Regions from separate parts of the Drosophila melanogaster genome. Here all the other regions are linked to region 2. A link is a contact called in public Hi-C and targeted proximity ligation data. All regions are on one chromosome and are shown on one strand. The core of a region is the stretch at or near the end of the contact, and the rest is flanking DNA. Distances in the headings are between cores, read along the strand shown.

What was found. Hi-C and Micro-C count contacts between places; a contact is called where the count stands out from the background.
Region 1: a contact with region 2 is called in a Hi-C map of the Kc167 cell line, with 1.9 times the contacts expected there. A contact is called at or near these places in 5 of 107 Hi-C or Micro-C datasets (the Kc167 cell line, the ML-DmBG3-c2 cell line, the S2 cell line and 1 more).
Region 3: a targeted proximity ligation map of the Kc167 cell line shows a contact between it and region 2, with 5 times the contacts expected there. A contact is called at or near these places in 3 of 107 Hi-C or Micro-C datasets (all in the S2 cell line) and 1 of 7 datasets of targeted methods (the Kc167 cell line).

The regions. Positions count from the first base shown.
Region 1 is chr3L:5,949,002-5,952,999 of dm6, forward strand. Egfrap (EGFR adaptor protein) reads right to left here and starts at 1,657. Exons shown (of 6, transcript NM_001038902.3): 1 at 1,292-1,657.
Region 2 is chr3L:5,533,343-5,537,755 of dm6, forward strand. It overlaps CG13285, which reads right to left and starts at 2,417. Exons shown (of 4, transcript NM_001259709.1): 1 at 2,271-2,417; 2 at 2,095-2,200; 3 at 1,641-1,928; 4 at 626-1,065. The coding sequence starts at 2,315. The coding sequence ends at 1,040.
Region 3 is chr3L:5,275,548-5,279,403 of dm6, forward strand. shep (alan shepard) reads right to left here and starts at 2,397. Exons shown (of 12, transcript NM_001259707.1): 1 at 2,067-2,397; 2 at 608-816. The coding sequence starts at 775.

The DNA of each region.
Region 1 (3,998 bases), core at 407-2,906, 410 kb after region 2:
CTGACAGTTGAGAAATTAGAACGGTTTTTGTCTTCCAAATCACATGCACGTGTTGCTCCAGTCCAGGCCGAGAGTTGCTGTCGTCGCTGCATCCGCATCCGCATCCCCATCCTCATCCTCGAATGATTGGCGGCTGTTGCAGGTTGCAGGTGCGTGCTGCAGTTGCTGTTGCAATGTTGCTGTTGTGCTAGGTCAGGCATCAGCCAAAGCCCATTTTGGGGCGAGCTTAATCAGCGCTGTAATTTTGGTTTATTTCTTACCCTAACTCTGGGTAGAGATATTTTCCAGATTTAATCTAGATTTATAGACCTAATATTTTAATTATGTCCTTATGTCCTTACTTTCCCTAATAGTGTATTCCAAAGTACGTTTATTCCCAGTTGTATTTTCTTTTGAAGTGAATATCCTGCTCTACAGACTAAATGATTTTAATGTCCATCTGTCTGCGCAAATGATCATCTTGACTGGTGTTGCCTGTGCTGTTGCCGTTGTCATGTTTTGTCTTAAAGTTAAGTTTCCCCCCATGAGTTGCATATTCGATTACCGACCGACACAATTCCGACACGGGCCTCCTCATTGAGGGTTTGTTTAAGCAATCTGCGTAGGTGGACACTGGCGCATGTTGTTGGTGTTGCAAGTGTTGCCAGTGTTGCTGTTGCGATGTTGCTGTTGGGTTCGTTTGTTTGTTGCCGTACGTGATTGCGGGTTGTTGCCGTTGATTATTGCCTCGCGCGGCACGCATATAAATCTCGGTGTTTAAATCTCGAGTTAAACTTGTAAATTAAAACCTTAATGAGTCTGTGGAGTGGGCCAGTGTTTAGTGCCCCGCTGTGCCAACATGGCGAGGATGCAGCCAAGAGGAGCCGGGGTGTGATTTATGCCTGCTTCTATGGCTCTCTAGATACATATACCATTTGAATCGCACTCCCCCACACAATAACACAACATCAGGCAATGGCGTGTTTGATTCCTTTGCGATCGCCACCAATTAGTTGGCCACAATCACATGCAAGACACCACCGCCGAGAAGTCCCACAACCGATGGCCTCATGTTGATTTCTCCAGCTAATTAATGCCCAGTGAATATTCTCACGCTTGGCCAAAGGAAGGAACAGTCGCCACGGGAAAAATAAAGTCAACCGCAGAACATGTTCTCCATCGTCTGTCTGGCCAGCAAAGTGTAACAATCTCCGGCTTCCTCAATTTAATTTGCATTTTTATGCCTGCCCACGAGTTGCTTAAGTTGATTAATTTAGCTTAAACTTAGCTGATTGCATAATTATTTAATTACCTTATATAACTGCCGTATCCAGCTCCTTTCGGCATGAAAGCAACAGGTGTGCTGTGCAAAGGTCACAGGCATAAATCAATTAATCTACGTGTTTTTTTTTCGGGACACAAATGTCGCTGGTTTGTTTGATATTTTTTTTTTTCACTTTAGTGAACACTGGTTTCGCAATGGCTTAAACTATGCACACACACTTTTTAACTGTTACGAAATGGGCTGCAACTTAAATCCGGCAGGCAACCTGTCTCTTTGCATTTGCAGTTTTCAACCGAAACTGGCGGCACACACGACGAATGTTGCTGCTGCGATGTTGCTGCTGCTACTCCGACGACGACGTTCGCTTCCGCTGACTCAACGCAAACGACTAAAAAAGGCCACATAAATTTTGATGCACATTCAATAGGCCAGGCAACATACACAGCAGCAACACCAGCAACACGAGCAACACAGCAACAGCAGCAACAGCGACGCCGGCAGCAGCAACCAGTTTCCTTCCATTCACACGTACATTGTTTGTGGATGGCAAGTGGGCTAGCTGCACTACGTTCCACTTTCCAGCATCCACAGTGGGCCCGTTTACGACTCGCCAGCGGTTTGTTATCTTTTATGATAAGACGGGGCGAACTAAGAACCGTTTTTTTACGGCCGCAAGCTTCATAATTTTTAATGCCCACTTCTGGGAGCCGCCTTAAATTGATAATTTTCCAAGTACTATTCCCGCAAATAAACAAGTATGCCTCGAACGACTAATTAATTGATGGCTCAATTAGGGTTAGTGCTGTTCGGACAGTTAGTAGCAGTTTCTTGATTTTAACGATTCCTTGCCAACTACTCATGACTACGCCATTAAGTGTTCGCAGTAAAATTGTGCTTAAAAAGCGGGCTAAGATGAGTTTGATTGCAGATGGTTAATAATCAATGGTTAGTAATCAACTGAAGAGGTAGAAGAGATATTTTTATGCTTCACCTTTATTGAAGATGGTAGCAGCTTAAAGGCATAGTTAAAAATAGATACTTAATATTATGTGCATTGCAAAAAAATTAAAGTTAAGCTGTTTAAGGAAAATCACTGTAGTTCAAAAAGTTCAGTCTGTGAACTAAAGTGGCAACTTTGTCTTTCGCCAGTAGCCACGCCCCCAACCGCCCACTTAGCCCATTGACGCGGCAAAAAATTAATTAAAAATGCATTACAAATGTTTGCCCCCACCCCTCTTGGTTTTTCGACTCGCATTCTGGATACTCCCCATTTTCAACCGTTTCTGGAACTCAGTCGTTGAAATGCCAGTCGCAGCTAGCAAAAGACGCATACAGCAAATACCCGCGAAGAACGTCGGCAAGAACAACAACAGTGAATACCGCGAATACAAACCGAGATGGCAGCAAATCTTTTCTCCACTTTAGCACAACTCCAAAGTATTTACAAGCTTCAGCTGGCAGTCGCATCTAAAAATGTTTGGCATTTGCCAACACGCACCAATGAATAAGTGAGTTGAAGGGAGTTTTTTCGGGCACGGGGAAGCGGAAAATGCGGAAAAATCGTCGGGAAAAGAGGTGAGGAGATGAGTGAAAATGTTTGGATTTCGAACGAGCTCATTTCTAGCGTGCGTTGCTGCATTTCGAAAATTATTTGCAAAGCGTTGGGCGAAGGTAGGTGGTAGCTTTGAGGGCCACAGGGATGGGCAGGAAGTGCTGGGCGGTTTTGGAACGGCTCCTCCCGCTGTTAGATGAACTCCAGAAGACCAGGCGGGCGGAACGATCCGATCCGGAGACCGCGGCAGACGGCGTGACTTGGATGAGTTATCGTCGCGGCCACGCGTGAGTCTTCCGTATGTGCACTAAATATTCCAGCACTCGAAGAAAATACTTGATGCTTTAACTGCATCTTAAATAAAATAATTGTATAGTTTCTGTATACCATTATATTTGCATTTTTAATAACATAAATTGACTGCATTCTTCCTCAGAAATATTAAATTCGACAGCAAAAAAAGATAATTTACATTTTAAAACAGTGTAGTTGTTCAATTTCTTGGAATGGAAATAAAATGTGCTGTTATAAAAGTGAATTATTCATTTTCAGTGTGCACATGTGTGTGTGTGTGCATCTGCGAGTGTGTGCGTGTGGGTGTTCGCCTGTGCGCTGCCTGCTGTGCAAACAAAAGGCGGCCATAAAACTGCAACAGTTCTCATAATTTATGACAAGCGGAAAAAGTGAGTTGACTGATAAGCAACTGGACATGTTGGCACTTTAACGAGTGCGAACGGCCTTTTCATTTCTATTGCAAATGGGGCTCCGAATTGTGGGCTCCCAAGTCACTGTGGCAGCAACATCTTCAGAGGAGCCACGAGCAGCAGCCGAACTCGAACACGAAGCTGGGTTCTAGCTGCTGCTGTTGCTGTTGCTTTTGCGCCACAAGTCGCCAGTTGCTGCTGCTGCTGTGCGCCGCATCACTTGGCAGCGTGTTTTTTGTCGCCGCGTCGACGTCAGCAGCAATTGCTGCTGCTGGGCGACACTGGCAACATGTCGCTGGTCTAGCTGCAGTTTCAGCTGAAGTTCTAGGTGTGTGTGTGTGTGTGTGTGTGTGTTGCCAAGATGTGGTTTCCGGTGGTGGGCAGAAGGGAGCAGTCAGGTGCGGGGCAGGCGAACCAGTTGTTGGGGGAGATGCTCGAAAGTGGCATGGGTGAAACAAAGGAGGCCTCTTGGTTTACA
Region 2 (4,413 bases), core at 1,167-3,666:
CGATCATAATTTTTGTTCTTTAATGATCTGGGAACTCAGTTTTTATGCCCGGCATACCTATTCTAAACAATTTGGCGATAAATTTAAAAAAAATTCCATATGAATGTTCATATTGTTCGTTATGTACATATGCATCTGTATCTTGTGCCTCTGGTTCTTCGCCATCGGTATGTTTTTAATTTTTATGACTGCACGGAAGGAAGCGGCGCATTCAATGGAACCAGCCAAACGAGACAAGCAGATGAGCAAATGGGTAAATAGATTAAAAATCGCAGATGGTATGAATGGAAAAACTCTGAGTATGGAGAAATACCTTTCAGTGTTTTTGTCATTCGTGTGTTTTTGTTTAAAAGAATGCTAGATTTATAGAAATTCCATTTCAGCGCTTTTTTTATCATCTAAATATTTTGCCTTTGAAGAGAAAGCCGTTTGGTTCGTGAGTAAATCTCAATTATTTTGAAAAGACTTAGTAAATTGATTATCAAATTTTCGCGCCTTTGAACTAATGAACTAAATAGCCAAATTTCCCCAGTGTGGAAATTTCCCAGCCAAATTATATTTCAACTTTACTTCTTCGTCAGCTTCATTCGGGCTAATTAATTTTCTTACGGTCCGACATAAATTTGTTGGAAAATATTGCTTTATTTAACAGGGGAAATCTATTAGCTTATCACAAATTGCTCTCAGCACATGCTCAACTGGCAAAGGGACTCGAGCACTTTTCCCGGGAAAATTCAAGTGAAAACTTTGCTCCGCTGCATTTACGAGCTTCCAGATGCCGAAGGGGAAAACATAAACATGACTTTACGTAAAAATTTAAGACTTAGTACACAAGATGCTGCACAGACTTTGTCTCACCGCAGAAACTTGAAGATATTTTCGGTGCGACGATGCAGTTAAAGTTTGCCGGCTCAGGGGTTATTTCGACTTCCGAGATGTGTTGCCTAATAAATTGCTTATATAAGTTTAACGATCTTTTTGTGTGTTGATTTTGATGCGTGCCGGAGTGTAACATTCGGTTAAGTTCTTGGCGGCGGCTTTAGCCAAAAGTGCTGCGCACATAGCCTGAAAAATGAAAAGAGCGGTTTGAATGAAGTCGAAAAGTCGGCAACGCGATGCAGCCAAACAAGTAATATACATAGTCAACTTTCAGGTTGAAGCTGCAAAAGTGCAATTCATTTCAATTTAGGCTAGGAATTTAGATAGTAACACACACATTTTTACCAGCACTGGAGAGCATGAATATGAACGAATGACAAATGGGCAGATTTGAGTGTGCAATTGGGCGTGTCCGCTGGTAATTTGAATGTCTCATGGAAATGTAACCTAGAAGCAATTAATTACGCGCCAAGCTAAAGCGACAGCTTACACATTAAATTAGTAGCACTTGACATATGGTTAAGTATTTTATTATTAGTCAAGAGGGAAGAGGCCAAAAGCGGTAACAAAAATGCCATAACAACAGACACAAAAAGCACATCATTAGTTATAGCCACGATAGGAACTCGAACCATAGGAACGATCTCTCGAGATGGGCAGGCCCAAACGATCTGTATCATCGTAGTAGCCATATCCACGATTCCGCTGACCCTGATAATCCCGCTGCCAATAGCCTGAGTATTGCCTAAAACCTCCATTACCTCCGTAGCCACCATATCCGCCGTATCCGCCTCCTTGGCTACCCAGAATGTTCGTGGTCGGATAACTGCTAGTGGAATAATAGTTATAGCCTTGAGTTGGGTAGTAGCCGGAGGAACCGTAGCTCCCCTGGTTTGGGTAGTAGGTGGTAGATCCATATCCCGAGCCGGGATAGTATCCCGATGAGCCGTAGTAGTTCGTATTGTAGCCGGGATAGTAGGGGTTGCTCGGACGATTATAGTTGTAGCCATAGTTCGGATACCCAGAGCCAGTTCCAAAGAGATTTAACACTACAAGATCGTAGGTAAAGAAGAACAAAGAATTTTTAATTACCTAGTACCTTTATGGGTATAAAAACAATGACGCAATCATATTACTATTTGAAAGAATAAGTAAGGTTTTTGAGATAAAAGATGAGTTAGCCTGTTAGTTGTAACTTCAATATGGAGTACTCACACTTGGCCGAAGTCTCGGCGGTTGCCAAATCACTTGTCGTCGTCCTGGTCGCAGTTGCCACCTGATTTTCTGGGAGGGCGGCACTCCAGGCTCCAGTCACGGCCAACTAAAATGTTATTTAAGCGGCTTTTGTTTTAGGATGTTTACACAAATTGAATATTCCTGCTAGCACTCACCATTAGGGTAAATAGCTTGATGAACATGACACTGGATTTAACCATATTAAAAACAAAACAATCTGAATACGGCGGAACGGTAGACTTCCCGGCAAGAGAGCTTTGGAAACCAAGACAACTGCTTGGCTCGGTTGCTGGACGTTAAATAATTCTGTTTCTCAGACAAGGGGCCAATTTATATTTTTCATTTTCCGGCTGAGTTGCTACGCTCAAGTTGAAGTCGCTGTCGACGTCGTTGAGACAAACAATCCGCAACAGAAACAAAACAAAACAAAGCCCCCAACTCCCGCACTTGTCGCACTTTTGTATCTCACTTGAGGTGAAGCTCGGGCTTATTACTCATACGACACGTTGGTGCGGCCAAAGCGAAACTCCAGCGTAACTTCCCACCTCAGCGGGTGGGAATCCAGCCCTAAAGAGTTCTAACCACTCTGATCAGTCGCAATGAGACCTTTTCTGCCAGCGATTATCTATGATTATTGAATAATACGCGTAATATTCTCAATTACACGAGGCAGGTGACAAAATAAATGCCCATCTTGCCAGTGCGTGAGCCGGGTTTAATTTTACCCACCTATTTGCCTTTGCAAAACTTTAACAAACACAAATAGCCAAAGCAAAACCAAAAACAAAACCGAAACAAAAACAGTGAAAAGCCCCGCCCCGGTAAACCATTGAATATTTACCCTCAGTTCACAGATCGCATTTCTTTCAAGTTTCCCGCCATCTGGCAATGAATGAGAATGCTGAAAACGCTGCTGGCCAGGTCGTGTTGGCTTAGTATATCTTTAATTCCAATTATCCACAGAGAGTTTGCTATCTAAATATTTAGCTTATTTGACATTTTGTTGGTTTTTGTTAACTTTTTTGTGGTGCTAACCTCTTGCATAATCGCCGGTTATCGTGGTGGAGCAAATAGGCCGCCAAATATTTTGTAATTCTTAAAGGCCCTGTGAAGTAGTAAGCCCATTCATAAAACTCTAGTTCCGACTCGCACTAGAAAGCATGAAAATTATCTCAAAAGTGTATTTGTGTTTACCCGAAAATCGACCTCCAGCCGAACGCAAAAACCAACTTAAAGAGTTCACAGCTAATGTCAAAGATACGATGTGTGAAAAGTATCGCGTATTTTGCGACATGCGGGTATTGCAACTCTTTAGTTAAATACCCAACATAGTCGTAAAATTTATCCCACAACTGGGTTACTCATGGATCCAAGGTAAAATTGTTACAAGCACAAGAGATACGAGCTCGTAAAGACTCATCTTATCAAGAATTTAATAATAAGATGCCAACGAGACTTCCATCTTCTATAAAAATAACATTTCCAGTTAATAATTTAATAAATGCTAATGAAATATCTAAGGCCTGTTTTCTTTAAGCTGTGGGCAAAATTATGCCGAGCCTCCAAAGCTTAAAGGCATTTCACTGCCATGAACTCCATTTTATACTTATCAAAACAACAAAGGGAAAAAACATCAGAATAAAAAAAATAAACAGAAGCTATCCATTTCACTCTGGCTTCATGGCCTCTCTTTGTTTGTCTATTGATTTCAGGTCCTTTTCCAAGGACCTTACCTGGTCGGATTGCTCATGCAAAGGAGCCTTACACATATTTGCAAATGGGAAATTTTCTTGCCAAATGACGACAGCCATTTTACACACCAGGCAATTCTAATTAGCATAACTCGACTTCAGTTAACCGTGCAAAATTTAAATCAACAGTTAAATTCATATTCCTAGTTTGATCGTATGTTGTTTCAAATTTATATGTTTCTTTTTAAATTATTTATTAAACATATCTTATATACACTTACTACCCCTTAACTGGGATAATAGGGAAAAATAGGGAACGTGTGAGCCTAACACCAGTCTTTTCTAACATCATTTACACTTATTTTATATAAAGATTTAATTTCCAAATTGGATTCCTGCTTTACTGCTTGCTGTGAGGGGTGCGGTTCAATAAATTTAAATTAGGCTGCGATCTAAGAGATTGCGTAGAGATACAAAATCTTTAAGAGAAAAAAATTGTTGCTAGATGAAGAGGTGCCTTTCATGCTTTTCACAAATGCCAGCATACTTTTAGGCTTAAACATCTTCAGGTACCGTAGAAACACGAACTCATAGTAATGGCGAAACT
Region 3 (3,856 bases), core at 1,147-3,646, 260 kb before region 2:
AATGGTTAGAAGAAATCCATATCATTGCCAGGCCGTGGCAGCCGCATCAGCGAGAGCAATTTTCCACTCAAATGCGTACTCGGTTCCCTCTGGTTTCTCGATTCCCACAGTTTTTCCCCCGTGATTTTTCACCCATTTTCGTCCCGCATTTCCCGGATTTAAAGGACGCTGCGTATGACACATGTCGATTGCAGTGGCGCCCCCTATCGGCCGCAAGGCAAAAATGGCGCCTTCTATGTGGAAAGAAGCATCAGAATCAAAAATCATCAGCCTGAGTCCGATTTGAATGAGCGATTGAGTGAGTGACTGTGTGACTGACTGAATGACTGACTGGCGAGAGTGCGACCGAGTGAGCCGTTTGATTGCTTGATTGATGCACGAAGCTATTGATTGATTGATGCCTTTGTTGATCTCTGATTGCTTAAATGTTTGCCCAACACTTTTTTTTTAACAGGCTATTTCGAATTGCTTTCGAGTTTCGAAGGGGTAATGGTGACTTTCTACGTTTTAAGACTTAAATCATTTTCGTAAAACTGTACACTTCAGTTAAATAATAGATATTCTAATATTGTCTGTATTATAAAGATGCAATATGTATTTGACTTACGTTTGAATAGTTCTGGGATCTCGGAATCTGCGGCGGCAATTGCTGGGCATTCGATGGCCCCCTCATGCTAACGCCTCCACCTCCCCCGCCGCCCTGCTGCTGGTGTGGCGGTCCGCCCATCTGTTGCTGTTGCTGAGGGGGCGGGGCTGGGCTGTATCGTGGGTGCATTTTTTCTAGTTTCTTAATAGCACTCTTAAATTGACTTGTGACTGCGAAAAGGGGAGTAAATGAGATAATGCAGATTAGAAAGAATGAGTCATAATTGTAAATATTCTATAATCTTAAGACGTTGCAGATATAAACATTTGCATTAATTGGAGATACAGTCTTAACTAGACCCCATTTTTTATACAGATCAACTGCTCAACCTAAATTAATTATGACAGTTTGTTTGTAATTAATTAAATCATTATTATTATTAAATAATAAAACAAAGATTATATATTTTAATGTATAAAATGAGGTCAGTATTTTTTCTGCTAATTAAACTTTTCGTCTATTTTTCTACCACTTTTTTACAGCCCAACCCGTTTGCTCTGACTGCCGCACGGCAACACTGTTCTCTGCACTCTTCTTTCTCTCTCCCACTCTCTATTTTTATTGCTTCTTTTTAGCATTCTGTGCCATATTCAGCTTATTTTGCCGTGCTTATAATTTGTTATTAATATTTCACTAGCAACTTTGTTGATTATTATTAGCACCACCCGTCTTAAATTGTTTTTTTTACTTGCAACGGAGCATTCAGCGAGTTATTTTAGCACTGTTTCTGTCTCTTTCCCGCGCGGCAGTTGCAACATTTGCATTTTGGCATTAAAAATAGCACACAGCACAGGCCAGCCAATTTTTTTTGGTTTGCAAATTTATTTATATGCCGCCAGACAGCCACAAACACACAGGAACACACAATAATTTATTGATATGCGGAGGAAATTATTCAATTGTTTTTACGCTATTGCTTTTTATCAATTGCACTTGTTGTTGTTGCTATTTTTTGTTATTGCTTATTTAAGGACAATGACAGCAAAATAGAGAAGGAGAGCGCAGTGCACAAGAGAAAGAGAGTAGAGAGAGAGAGAACAAAGAGCGGGTGGAAAGAGCACCGGCAAACAACAAGTGAGCAAAGCAAAAGGTGAAAAATAAATTTGCACTGCGATAAGATTTAAATAATTATTGCTCTCTCTCTCTTTCTCTCATTTGACTTTTTCGTTTTTCCCAGTTGTATTATTGTTTTTCGTCTGCTGTGCTGTGCCGTTCTTATTTTTGTATTTTTATGCCATTGCTTTATGTATTTTTTATCGAGTGCATTGCTCTAAAACAACAACATTCGCTTTCAATTAGCTGAGAGCCGCAAATTTGTTGCTTTTGCCATTGTTACGTCTGCTTTGCGGGGCTTCCAAAGGTAGTTTTTCCTCTTGTTCGATTTGCTTTTGGATTTTAGCTTTGCCTAAATGTTGCTTACTTATTGAAATTTCGTTTTATTGCTGGTTTGTCAGCTGCTGATGGCTCTTCTTCTTGCTTCTTGTTGCACGTTCTGTTTTTTTTTTGCACACAAACACACGCACTCACAGTCGCACAAACACAACACACACACACAATCTCACGCCCACGCACACTATTTGCACTTGAAAGTAATTCGACTCGTTTTCGTTTCGATTTTTCGCCCTTTTATTTTGCTGTCTTCGTTATTTGTTTGTTGTTCCGTCACGCGTTTTAATTTATATATTTATGCAAAATATTACAACGACAAAATATAAGTTTGCGCAGCCGAAAAAAACGAAGAAAGCGCAACGCGACAGCAATCGGCAATGGTATGAGCTTCTTCTTCTTCCTTTTCTGCCGGCAATGCTCTCTTCGCTCTCTCGCTTAATTTACAGCAATCTACAGTAGCGGAAAATAGTCTAGGTGCGACTCATAATATTAAATATTTTCTTTTACTCTATGTAGTTTAAACATTGTGTAAAAAAGAATTTTCAGCGGCGAGTAGCATAATAATAAAGGTCTTAATAAAATAGCACAAGAACTTTAACTTCGGGTTGGATATGTGGCCGTGTAGCAAATATATTCTGTGTACATACTCCTTTTTCCGCTACTGTATATATTTCTTCTCTTCAAATTGTACTCTCTTAGAAAATTTCTCTTCTTATTGCCTCTTATTAGCTTGCGCTTTGCTGTTTAACGAAACTCTTTCGGGTTTCTACTGTATTATTTATAACAATTTTATTAATTTCATGCATTATATTTTTTTTATTTTCTGGAATAAAATTCAAGATTATTAATTAAAAAATCGAAATAACATTGTAAATATTCGAAAATATGCATTGCATACAAAGTTTTCGTCATTACATTTCGTCACTAATCAAAAATAAAGATCCGATTTAACCAATTAAAATCACCATTTTAAAAGCCTATTTTCAGTGCTAAGTTTATATAACTTTCCTTTTTCAAATTTGATACACATGGTTGTCAGTTTTCCCAATCCCATTATATCAGTTCATTACGCAAATGGCGCAAAATAAAAAAAAAAATAAAATAAAAACGTGTGCACCAAAAACTGTAAAGCCAGCAACAGCATCTAGTGTGTTATTTTGAAATATTTAAATAAAATTAATATTCTCAACAAGTGCGTCGCATAAAAGGGCGACACACACCACACGTCCTTCCGCCCGCTTTTCACCAACCACCACCCACCGCCCCATAGCTTTTGGCACATAACAAAGGACTAAGGGACTAAACAAATGATGCATGATGACGACAACGAAAAATAAGCAGATAGGGGGTTAAAACTGAAAAAATCGAAATGAGAGCGACTCCCACGCATTGTAAAGCACTGCCACGCCCACTGCCCACATAAAACCCAACCACTCAGACAGCAGCGGGCGAAAAAATATAAACATTTAAACTTTTACGGCGACTTTGATTTTAAATATATATATATATTTTATTTTTATCCAGCTTGATACATTTCAATAGATAACAACTTTTTTTTACAATTAAGCTTTTATATCTAATTACTTGACTCGCGACTGTAACATCTCCAAGTATAAATACATATATGAAGACAGCCTGTACTGCCACTCCCACCGCCCCATAAGCCTACAAACAATAAATTTGCAATAGCAACGACAAAATTTGAAGAATGGGCCAGGACCAACAAACAAGAAGCAGCATCAGGAGCAGACAGAAAGGACAATACTCGAAATGAAATTGGATGGAACAAAAAAAAAATGTTAATACAACAAAACATGCAAG